2 separate regions of the Ovis aries genome follow, and region 1 is linked to region 2. Evidence: chromatin contacts called from public Hi-C data. All regions are on one chromosome and are shown on one strand. The core of a region is the stretch at or near the end of the contact, and the rest is flanking DNA. Distances in the headings are between cores, read along the strand shown.

Region 1 (6,180 bases), core at 1,244-3,743, 230 kb after region 2:
CACACTTACTTCATCAACAGCATTGAGCACTTACCAAGTCTAATATTCAATGAAATTCAAAATGAGATTTGAAAACCACCAATTATTGTTCCTTGGCAAACTAATACAAACAAGCTCTCTTTCTTAAACTAGGTATGAAAATACTAAAGTATGAAATCATCAACACATAAGAAAGCTATAAAAAATAGTACACCTTGCAAATCCTCAAAAAGATTCCAAAAGACCAAACACAGAAATAAATGACTCCAAAGTCCGCTTGCCTTTGCCTTGAGATTTCATACAGAAGTTGACCAAAGTTCCTAAATAACTATAAATCAGGACAGCTCATTTTAACTTATTTAATACAACTGTAGGGGTGCTGATAGGAATTAAGAGACAGAAGGGCTCAGCTGATACTGCAGAATACTTGAGGCGTCCAAGATTCACAAATTTTCTTTTATTAACTTGGCTCAGAATTCTCAAGCACTTTTGCATCTGACAAGAATTTCACATACCCAACTATATCAGCCCCTAGTACAATTTGAAAGAACCATCCAATTATTTTAGGGTTAAAATGTATCACTTTTACAAATGTTTATAAGCACAATATTTAATGAGCAAATCTTAATGTTCAAAGAAATGAGAAGAGCACATCTTGTGCTTTCTTAAGTCTGCCTATGTTGTGCTCATGCCTGTCCCATTTCCAATGTATCAGAAAGGACCAAATGTCATGATTAAGAGTATATCCAGCAACTGACCCTATATTCTGTTTTATTTAGACATTGATACATAAGCAAGGATACAGAAGGGAGCCAGACTCCATACACACTCACCCAGTTAATGACACTCTCAAACCCCTCTTCACTCATCCCCTTAACATCCTCACAGCACAGCTGAACTGCTGGTGAGAGAGAACATGAACAGGACTGGAACTATACAGGGATAGCTGAGAGACATAAGCCTGTTGGCAAAGCAGAACAAAATTTGCTACCATTGCAAGCAGTGATCAAAGGGTAGAGCTAAGAAAACTAAGCTAAACAATGACAAGGGAGAGGTGTTGCGGTTTATGAGTTAAAATAACATTACCTTACACTGAATTCTGACAGTCAGTGATGGACGACACTCAAAGGACGGGGTAAGGAAGGTAAGTCCCACAAACCTAGGCTATACTTGCTCATATTGGCTTTATTAGACCACCTCTCAAAACCTGAGTGTCAAGTGAGAGAAGCCATACTGATATGCTTATCTTGCAGCATTTTCAGAATCATCAGAAGGATGGTTTACTACAGAAGAATTCTCTTCCTTGAAAATATACCTAATGAACTTCTCATTACCATTTTACATTAGCCCAGCTTACCAAGTAACCTTCTGCTCCCCGTCATACCAGCTGGAGTGGAACCGAACTCTTATTACCAGTCCTGCTACTAACTTGCTGGCCAACCCAGAGCCAACCGCTTGCCTTTCTTGAGCCTCCACTACCTTGCTTCTAGCAAGAGGAAGCCAGGCTGCTGCTGCTGCTAAGTCGCTTCAGCCGTGTCCGACTCTGTGCGACCCCATAGACGGCAGCCCACTAGGCTCCTCCGTCCCTGGGATTCTCCAGGCAAGAACACTGGAGTGGGTTGCCATTTCCTTCTCCTAGATGACGTCTAACATCCTACTACAAGTCTAACTACCTGTGATCTTACAGTGGACCTGAAATTTGAGCCAACTCATTCATTGGGCAATCTGCAGAATGTCAGAACATAAAAAAAAAAAGAGAGAGAGAGAGAGAGAGAAGAGAAAAACGACAAACTTCAGGGACAAGACTACTCTCAAAACTGATCCTGGGTAACTTTGAGAATTCTGAATCCCACAAATTTTAAAACAGCAAATATGAGAAAAAAAAACAGCCTGAATAATGGTGAAAATGTGAAAACTGACACTTCTGCGGCTCTGGAAAGACTACTCCCACTTGGAGCACCTTCATTCGTGTATTTCACTAAACCTCGCGCTCCTGTTAGTTCAGGTCCGTTCAGTCGCTCAGTCGTGTCCGACTCTTTGCCACTCCATGGACTGCCGCGACACAGAACCAAAGTGCACCCGACTGAATTCCAGGCCTGCCACTCCAGGGACCTCGCCCGGACTTTCAGATTTCAAGGAATTAGCGGAGAAGACAGAACAGCCGTAGAGTTACTAGTAAATGCCCGATCACTGCAAAAGAGCTAGAGGTGAGAGTGGCGAGCGAGGTGGCCACGCGGCCTGGCTGCTCCCTTCTCCATCCTGGCGGGGGATGTCGAGGGCCGTGGAGGCGGCGGCCCGTCCCACTCCACCTCGGGGAGCTGCCGGCCCGTGGCCGCGGAAGTCACCTGTGAAGGAGTCAGGGTAGATGGACTCCAGAGCCTCCAGCTCGTTGCGCTGCTCCTCGCCGTAATCTGTCATCGCGGCCCTCGCTGCAGCCCATGGATCGCCCAGAGACCCAGGCGGCGTGCTGCAGCCTGGACCTCGGCCGCGCCGGGAGAGCAGGCAGCGGCCGGGCGGGCGCAGGCGCAGAGTCCCAGGCAGAAAGGCCTGGGGCCCACAACCAGGCGGGCCTGCTGATCAACAGCCCCGCGCCGGCCTCCGTCTGCTCCCTAGTTCCACGTTCGACTCGTCGGGCCTGGCCGTTGGGCTGACTGTCCCACGCCCGCTCGGGACTTGCTGGGATGGGGAAAACACCTGGTCTGGCATTTGCCACAGACACCTAAGGATTGGTTACCGGGTTTTGCAGAGCCGGAACAAGAGAAGGCCCTCAGCGCCGCATCCTCGCTCTACTAGTCTGGTCTTAAGGCCAGCCTCGGGTACCCGGGAGGGACTGTCTAGCTGGAGGCGGGACGCTGCGGGCGTCCCTGCACTTGATCGCTTCGGGTCTCCGGGTTGCGACCCCGTGGCAGCGTCCACAGGGCGGATGCCCACGTCCTAGTGCTGACTAATGGCGTGTCCCAGGAGATGTCTACGTTTCTGGAACCTCCAAGTTCTGGGCATCCCACAAGACTGTAGAATCCAGTGGGCAGAGGAACAGCTCTCGTAGTGCATCAGACGGGTCCAGAAAGCTCGGCCCAACCTCCGAGTAACGAGTCAGAGTGGATCTGGGGGAGAAAGCAAGTGAAAGTCCTGAGATCATCTGAATTTGTAAAATGAACGCGGCAAGATGTAGATCTAAATATTCTGAGATCGCGTATTTCTGAACTGATGAAAGGGGGGTAAGTTTCTGTAACAGTTTCGGTAAGTATTGTCTCCGAAGAACACTCAAAACCTTTGATTTGGAAGGATGAAACTGAAGAAGTAATAGTACTTAATACATATACGTCTCTTATCTTCCAGTTCATCACAGCAGTTACAAAGAGTTTTTAAAAAAAAAAAAAGAAAAAAAAACTGTAACGGCACAAACTATGGCCAAACATGGTACTTTTATGAAATGAAAGCTAAAGATCCATTTATGTGTATAATAAAGGAAGATTTTTAGTTTTTTAATGCAGAAAAATATAAGAACATTAAAAGATTTTTCATATTCGTCTGTATTTTTCTTTTTGTTTTTGTGTTAAAGCTTAGAGATAAAGGCTCTGAAGTTTTCTCTTGCTAAAAGGATGATGTCCCATGGACCAGAAGGTATCTGATATTCTGTTGGGACTTATTGCCTCCTTGGCAACCCACTCCAGTATTCTTGCCTGGAGAATTCCATGGACAGAGAAGCCTGGCAGGCAAGAGTCCATGGGGTAGGAAAGAGTCGGACATGACTGAGCGACGGACACGCACTGCTTACTTAGCAGAAGGATATGTGAAAATGAACATATTCACTTTGGTACTGATTCCATGTCTTCGGTATTAAGAGTTATTAGGGGAGAATCCCAGGGAACGGGGAGCCTGGTGGGCTGCTGTCTATGGGGTCGCACAGGGTCGGACCCGACTGAAGCGACTTAGCAGCCGCAGCAGGGCATTGAAAATGGAAACTTTTCTGAGGATGGTAAGAATCACATGAAATACATGATACAGGGTGCTTCTGGATATCCTCGGTTTAGGGAAATCAGGGATTTGTTACTGGAGGAGAAGGTTCTGTGCAAAGGGGAGAGCCAGTGCTAAGATCCTAAGGTGAGAGCCTGCTTGTTATTTTGGAAGCCAGTGTGGCTGGTGCATGGTGAACTGGTGTGGGAGTTTGCAGGTCCTATAGGATCATTGGAGGATTTAGGTGGAAGAGGGACAAAGTCTGAAAGTGTGGAGACCAGTTGCTGCTGCTAAGTTGCTTCAGTCACGAACAACTCTGTGCGACCCCATAGACGGCAGCCCACCGGGCTCCCCTGTCCCTGGGATTCTCCAGGCAAGAACACTGGAGTGGGTTGCCATTTCCTTCTCCAATGCATGAAAGTGAAAAGTGAAAGTGAAGTCACTGAGTCGTGTCCGACTCTCAGAGACCCCATGGACTGCAGCCTACCAGGCTCCTCCATCAGTGGGATTTTCCAGGCAAGACCAGTTAGGCCATGGCAATAATCTAAACAAAGATGATGATTTGGACGAAAGCTATAGGACCAAACAGATTCTGGATATATTTTGAAGGTGTCAGGATTTGATATGGATTGTAAGAAAAGGATGAGTAAGGGGTGATATTTGGCAAGAACAACTGGAAAGATGAAGTTCTTTTGACCAAAATGACAAATGAGGAAGACAGAATGAGTTTGGCAAGGAAGTTGATAGCAGCTTTAATCCATGGATCAAAGAAAAACACCAAGTAAAAAATTTTTTAATTTCCTAAATGATAATCAAAACACAGGTAAAATAGATGCAGTGAAGCAACCAATTTAAGCTTTATATTAGGAAAAGAAGGTTGGTTACAAGTTTTAATCTTGTAAATGAAGCGCCCCTTTATCTCCTTTACTTTTTTATTAACAGAATTTTTGGTAAAACATCATTTTCAAATCTGTTGTATATTTACTGTAAAACCTTCATATTTCAGGATGCTCGAGTGATTCTTTAATTTTTAGTACTAAAGATAACTTCCAGTGCTAATGTAAGCAAGAGAACTCACTTCCAAATCTTTGTGTCACCTATTTGGGCATCATTAAGCATTTTTGGTTGATTTCTAATTTCCTTTTGACACAGACACTTCACAAAACACCCACCTAAAAGTGGGTGATTTTTATGAGACAAACTGGCTTTCTTTCAGTGTCTCATTTTTAATTTGTAGTTAAAGATGTTACAGGATAAGTGTGTTTCAAGCTCTGCAGACAGGTAAACGATATAGTGGAACCAAGCATCACGGGATCTGAAGCCAGAAGTGGGAATCCCAGCCTTAGCACTAATCTTTACAGGTTATATAAACTTTTTAAGATCATTCGAATAACATGAAACAGTGTATGTGAAAGCACACTGCAAATTTTCAAATAGGTTATCAGCATTAGTAATTAGAAATATATAGAAATATGTATATATTCCTCTGAAGCAGTTCTATTTTCTCTCTTCTCTGTTAATCTTTATTGCTAAAGAAAAATGTCCGTGAGAGATTCATTGTATCATTTGTGTTTTTTTCTGCAAATAATGCAAAGTCACAGTTGCTACTTCCCAATATTAGCAGTCTTCAAAATGTGTTTTGAAGTTGATTTTTGCTTTTCTGTGCTTATGAGTTTTTTAGGCCATCTCACTTTTCTCAGAGGTGCAGAATTGAGAATTCCCTATTTAAAGGTTAATCTTAATTCTCAAACAGTTCATGTGGCTAATGTTTCATTTAGTCTGGTGTTTCAAAGACTCGATACCCTCATAAATGCAAACACCATATGCAATTCTGATTCTGAGAGTTCCTCTGAATGGTAGTGAATCTCTGAATCACTTCCAGCCTAATTAATCTTCCTGACTGACTTAACATAAAGGGACCAGAGTGATCTGTTACAATGTAAATCAGGTTATGTTACTCTTTGCTCCTGACTGCTCCCTCCCCATCTCAGATTAAAGGCCCGTGTGTTGACAGTACAAGCGGCTCCCTGACCATCACCTGCACCTCTCAATTTCTCTGACCTTACCTCCTATTACTCTGTCACCTGTTCTGTGCTTCAGCCTCGATAGCCTCCTTGCTGTTCCTCAAATATGCAAGACAGGCTGTCCTCCTGCAAAGGGACTTCCTGTTCGCTCTATCTGGAATGCTCTTCCTCCCATGCCCACGTAGTCTACTCTCTCATCTCCTTGGAATCTTCTTCACAT
Region 2 (6,305 bases), core at 701-3,200:
CTCTTTACAATATTTACCACCTATACATTAGGCATCTTCTAAGCCACTGGCCTCTAAACTTTTGATCACATATCCTATGCACACAAAATACATTTGGGAATGCACCCTCAATATGCTTGTTTATTTATATATGCATATTACTAACTTAATAAACTATCCAATTATAAATTCACAGAAATTTTTTTAAAAATAGTTTTATAAGATAAGCATAAGTTCTAATATCTTCTCCCCACATCTGATTGAATTACCTTGTGCCTCCCATCACACACAGCAGACAGTACTCCTAAGATCATCAATCTAGGCAATGACAAATTAAAATCTTTCAGTATAAATGCTAACCAAATAAAATCTCACGCCAGCAACTCATATATTATTTGTTTTCCTTCTATAGTACTAACTTCTTGTCTCTTATTTAACATCTGCATCCTCACTGCAGTTGCTTTAAAGGGGATATAAAGTTCAAGGAAAATGATTTTTTAAAGCTGCATCACCCAAGGGGATTTTCTTTCTCTGGAATATAGCTTAAAAGACTATACTTCAAAGCCTGCTGTCTCATACAAGTTATTTCAAATATAAGAAATGCCAATCAAACACTATAATGTTGCCAGAGGAATTTTTTTTTTTCAGTCATAAGCTTATTTTTGACTCCACTCTTTGAAAAAACTGTGCTGAGGTTAGGCAAACAACTGGAATCTGAACTTTTTCTAAAACATATTAACGGAATTTCTTGTCTCCATAAAGCCTGCGTTTCTATGGGCTTGGGTGTCTGTTAGTAAAATGACAAGATCAGTACAAAGGGGAAAGTGCAGCAATCAGAACCCCTACAAGCAAACAAGCAGTACCTGAAGATCTAAAGGACAGAGCTATTCCTGTTTACCATGAGAGAAAGTCACTTTTTTTAAATAAAATATAAATCATGGAATGCTGTAACTAAGAGACATCAGATCAGGTTTTTTTAAAAAGTGTTCAAAAAAAAACGAAGAGTAAATGCCAGTGTCATATTCTTTTGAAGTAGCACTATCCCTTCTCACAGATTTCAATTCCTCTCAACTCTTGTGCATTAGTGAGGAGACACTATTAAACTGTCACCTTGGAAGTGATCTAGCAGAAGCATCTAACCCGCGCTGGCCCGCGTCAGCACTGAGCCCTTCCAGGCATCTGCGCCAGGTGGACGGCAGCGCTGGACGTAGAGGGTGCGACACGTAGGCCCCTGGGGCTGAACCTGCCTTATTCTGGACACAAAAGAACTTCTAACAAGCGGAACAGATTGCTGAGCCCCTGAAGTGGCAGGCAACGTCCGATAAGACCATGTACCGAAAGAAAAAAAAAATACTAATAACTGCCGAGAGACAGCGGAGCAGAGCGGCGAGAGGATCCTGTGCCTAAAGCTCCTGAGCATCATCAGCCTGGCTCTCGGGGAGGCTCTGAGCTCCCTGCGCCTTCGCGTCCTCAAGGGAAAGGTCTGGCCGCCACGCCCCCGCCACCGCTGTCTCCCTCTGGAAAAGCTGAGAGGACCCGGCCCGGCCCGGAACCCTTTGTTGCTGCTGCTGCTGCTACTGCTACTGCTGGTAAGTCGCTTCAGTCGTGTCCGACTCTGTGCGACCCCAGAGACGGCAGCTCACCAGGCTCCCCGTCCCTGGGATTCTCCAGGCAAGAACACTGGAGTGGGTTGCCATTTCCTTCTCCAATTGTAGGGGAAGATAAAAACAGTGGCCTCAGGACCTAGTAGCTTCCGAAAGGACCAAACCCGAGGCTCACCCCACCTGGCGTGTCACTCCCACTTACCCATTAATGTGGCACTAGCCGGCGCCCTGACTTCCCAGTCTCCGGCTGTGGCGGCTGCTGCGGTAACTGTGGGGTCAGCCCTCCGCCCCTAGCTATGAGTACAGAGACCAGGCTCACAACGCAAGATGGCGGCCTCCTGCGCCCCTTACTCTAGACCCCCAAGTCTGGGCTCCCAGAAGCCCTTGCACGCGGCAGCGGTGGCGGCGGCGGCGGCGGCGGCCGCGAAGCTGCTGCTCCGACAGGCAGAGGGGCGGAGAGACGCGGACGCCCCAGCCCCACCCACTCATGGAGGATCCGGCGACTTCTAGACTCTGGGATTTTAACTCTGCGCGTTGCTGTGGCAGAAGTGTGTCCTACTGCCCTGACAGCAGTAGTGCTCCCTGCCAGTTCTGTCATTCACCCGTTCGTTCTTTTGTTCATCCATCCGCCCAAGCTTCCATCCATTCATTTATTCATTTTACAACGTAGTATTGACGGAGGGACTAATCTGTGCCAGACTTGATTTGATGTTGGAGGTACAATAGTGTACACAACGGATAAAAATCCTGACCTCGTGGAGCTTCATTTTCTTCAACCTCATTCACTTCTTCCTATCTTCTCTGCTCATTTGTTTCAACCTTTCAGTTGAAAATTTTTGGATGCCGTGACATCTGTGGATTTTTTTTTTGCAAAATAGTAGCCACTGATGTATGAAATAACTCCAAGTAAAGTACTCTTGATTTTTTATAACACACATACAGCCTTGTTCAACACATGGTTCAACCTTGGGGTTGAACAAGCAGTATTGAAAACAGGTTGTTTTCTCTATGTAGTTCTAGGCACAGAATATGCAAGATAAATAACACATGATTCCTTCCCCAAAGAAGCTTCTGTTTTCCATCTCTTGTTCTTTTTGTTCTCTTTTCTGAGAAAATTTTGGGTTATCTTACAGCTCTCTATTAATATGATTTTTTAAATTCTGATATTGTATTTTTTAAGTACCAAGAGCTGTTTCATATTTTTAATTCAGGGATCAAAATAGCGTTATCTTGTAACCGTGAAGCAAGAACAGGTCTTTGCCACCCTCCATAGTTAGAGGACTTTGGCACGCTGTAACATTATAAGCCCTTGCTTGATAATGTGAGAGTGCTACTCAGTCAGGCCCTGCTGCTGCTGCTAAGTCGCTTCAGTCGTCTCCGACTCTGTGCGACCCCAGAGACGGCAGCCTACCAGGCTCCCCCGTCCCTGGGATTCTCCAGGCAAGAATACTGGAGCGGGTTGCCATTTCCTTCTCCAATGCAGGAAAGTGAAAAGTGAAAGTGAAGTCGCTCAGTCGTGTCCGACTCCTAGCGACTCCACGGGCTGCAGCCTACCAGGCTTCTCCATCCATGGGATTTGCCACGCAAGAGTGCTGGAGTGTGTTGCCATTGACAGTGGATATTGTGGATTCGTGTAATGCCTTAGGACACAACCTGAGAATTCATTCATAGAGACCTCTGAGTCTAGTGTCTCGTCTTAAATTAGGCGTTGGAACCTTGACGGGGAAACGACTACGACTCCCACAATCCACCACGACCCAGATCAGCGTGCAGAGGTTCATGCTGGGATTCCTTCTCTTCCGGGGAAGAGAGGAAAAGCTTTTTTGAATGTGCGTCCGGAGGCTGAGGCTTTTCAGAGTCGCTGGTTCTCTTCTCGGTTAACCGTCAGTGTCTGGGTAAAAATAAGGGCCTACCTCAGTTTTTCAGGCCGGGAAAGGGAATCGACAGCGCGCAGCACTCCTTTGCCCGCGAGCCAGACGGCATCTGCTGCGGGATCCGAAGAAGAAGGGCAGTGTGACAGCGGCCGGCTCTTCAGGCCGGTAGGAACTGACCGTCCCAGCCCTGGATCCCTAGGCCGAATGCTTTGACCCAGTTAGTATCGGGACTGGTTTCATATCCTGGCCTTGGGACGTTGCCATGGACCTTTGGGCAGGCTCCGGCACCTTCCGCCGACCTCCACACATGTGTCATCCACTTGCTCTAAGTGTTGGGGAGCTCAAGCACACCATTCTGGGTCCCGGCCCGGGAAAAGAAGAAAATTCTCTGAGTGTCACGTTCTTTGCACTGATGGTTTGGGAGAATTTACATCAAAATCAGAGACTGTTTTCACTTGTCTGAGGAAAAGGGGTGGGGGGCAGGGAGACGAAGTTGGGCGATCTTATTAAACTAAATTTATTTAAATAGTGGGGATAGTTTCCTTATTTTCACTTTCTCTTTGTTTTAAAACAGTTTCTAGCTGAAAGATAGTCTAGGTAGTAGAAAGGTTGTGACTGTGCTTGCTTTTGAAAAACTTCTTAGCAAAATTTGTGTCAGAGCCAGAAATTTGTAAAGCCCAGAAGTGACTGCTGATTCAGTGTAACTCATTTTGTAGGCCGAACCTCAGAAAGGGGAGGTGTGTCATCTAAAATTATGAAACCTGAGATTATAACGCAGTTCTCTTGACTCTGGAATCAGTGCTCTTTTTAACTGTGTTCACTGTGCTTTTATGTTTTGGGTGGAGAGTGCACCTCTGGAGCCTGACTGGGTTAGCATTTGGGCTAATCATTTTCTGGTGCTGGTGACTTTGAGCCAGTTTCCTTCATTTAGAATGATCGTGTGTGCCCAGTCAATTCAGTCCTTACAACCGCATGGACTATAGCCTGACAGGCTCCTCTGTACATGGGATTTTCATGGCAAGAATACTGGAGTGGGTTGCTATGCCCTCCTCTAGGGGATCTTCCCGACCCAGGGATCCAACTTGCGTCTCCTGCATTGCAGGTAGATTCTTTACCGCTGAGCCATCAGTGAAGCCCAGAATGATAGTAATGGTGCTTTAATTAGTTTGACATATAAAACTCTTCAACTGTTAGCTGCTATTATGGAATTTGTTTATTTGCGCAACTGATTGTTAACTTTAAAGTTTTTGTATTTAGATATATTGGTTGATAAGGTTTCTTCTCTTTGTTTTCTCTTACTTGGCTTATTTTACCTGGGTGAGTTTATATACATTATTTTTTCTTTACCTCAGTCCAGACACACTGAAATTTTTGAAAAATTTTTTATTTCAATTTGCAGTATCATTGCCTTTGTTTAGGGATTCCCTGGTGGCTCAGAGAGTAAAGAATCTGACCCAGGGCTGGGTCAGGAAGATCCCTTGAAGAAGGAAATAAGAACTCACTCCAGTATTCTTGCCTGGAAAACCCCATGGATGGAAGAGCCTGATGGACTACAGTCCATAAAAGTCAGACACGACTGAGCAACTTCACTTTCGCTTTGCCTTTGTTTTATCCAAACCATTAACTTGAAATACAGTAGTTGAGATTTATAAATAAATTAGTATATTTGAGGAACAGTAAGGACATTGAAAATTTCTTCATCTAAATAATCTAGTCATAAATAACATATATAGTTGTTCCAAATCCTTTTATAAAATGTATTTTCTTTTTCTTCAGCTCTTACTTTCTAACATAAATAACATTGTATTCTTTTCTAGTTACCTGCTCTACCATGCTATCTTGTGATATTTGTGGTGAAACAGTATCCTCAGAACCAGACATGAAGGCTCACCTAACTGTTCACATGGAAAATGAAGTTATATGTCCATTTTGCAAGTTGTCAGGTGTAAATTATGATGAAATGTGTTTTCATATTGAAACTGCTCATTTTGAGCAAAATGAACTAGAAAGAAACTTTGAGAGGATTAATACAATACAGTATGGAACTTCCGATAACAGGAAGGACAGCAGCCTACAGTGTAGAGCAGACATTAATTCAAGTGTTCATTCAGCTTGTGCATCTAATCAGCCGAAGATTTCAGCTCAAAGCCTGCCTGAGGATGGTACTTTAAAACATAAAGACTTTTATTCAGAGAACTTAACTGAATCTAGAAAATTCCTGAAAAGTACGGAAAGACAGTCTGACCGAACCAAAATTAAAGAATCAATTTATGAAACGATGTACAGTCCTCCTGAATGTCCATTCTGTGAAAAAATAGAAGATAATAGTCAAGATATGGAAACTCATGTGAAAACAAAGCATGCTGATCTTTTAGACACTCCATTAGAAGGTAAAGTATTCATTTTATATAATAAGTAGCATTAGTCTCAATTTAATATGTAGTATCCCAAAAGTTGGTTTGTAAATAAGATTACTACAAATGTGTTTTTAATTTCAGTTTATAGCATTGCTCATTTGCCAATTATAATATGAAACTACTATAACGGAAAAGAGTTTTGATACAAACAAATGTTTCATCTACTTCGAAAGTAGCTGTAGAAACTTGAGGAGAAGCAGACTCACAGTCTAGTTTCCAGAGGAAGAAAGTGAAAATGAAAGTGTTAGTTGCTCAGTCCTGTCTGACTCTGTGTGATCTCATGGACTATAGCCTACAAGGTTCTTCTGTCCATGAAATTCTCCAGGCAAGAATACTGGAGTGGGTTACATTTCCTTCTCCAGGGGATCTTTCCAACCGAGGGATGGAACCTGGGTCTCTTGCATTGCAGGCAGATTCTTTACCAACTAAGC

What was found. Hi-C and Micro-C count contacts between places; a contact is called where the count stands out from the background.
Region 1: a contact with region 2 is called in a Hi-C map of hypothalamus, with 2.3 times the contacts expected there. The contact joins the promoter of RWDD1 here to the promoter of KPNA5 in region 2. A contact is called at or near these places in 2 of 16 Hi-C or Micro-C datasets (hypothalamus and skin fibroblasts).

What each region holds. Positions count from the first base shown.
Region 1 is chr8:21,376,504-21,382,683 of ARS-UI_Ramb_v3.0, forward strand. RWDD1 (RWD domain containing 1) reads right to left here and starts at 2,494. Exons shown (of 8, transcript XM_042253285.1): 1 at 2,325-2,494; 2 at 813-940. It overlaps TRAPPC3L (trafficking protein particle complex subunit 3L), which reads left to right and starts at 2,782. Exons shown (of 7, transcript XM_042253288.1): 1 at 2,782-3,197.
Region 2 is chr8:21,148,774-21,155,078 of ARS-UI_Ramb_v3.0, forward strand. KPNA5 (karyopherin subunit alpha 5) reads right to left here and starts at 1,951. Exons shown (of 14, transcript XM_004011176.5): 1 at 1,786-1,951. The coding sequence starts at 1,789. It overlaps ZUP1 (zinc finger containing ubiquitin peptidase 1), which reads left to right and starts at 1,166. Exons shown (of 10, transcript XM_060419471.1): 1 at 1,166-1,568; 2 at 5,275-5,847. The coding sequence starts at 5,289.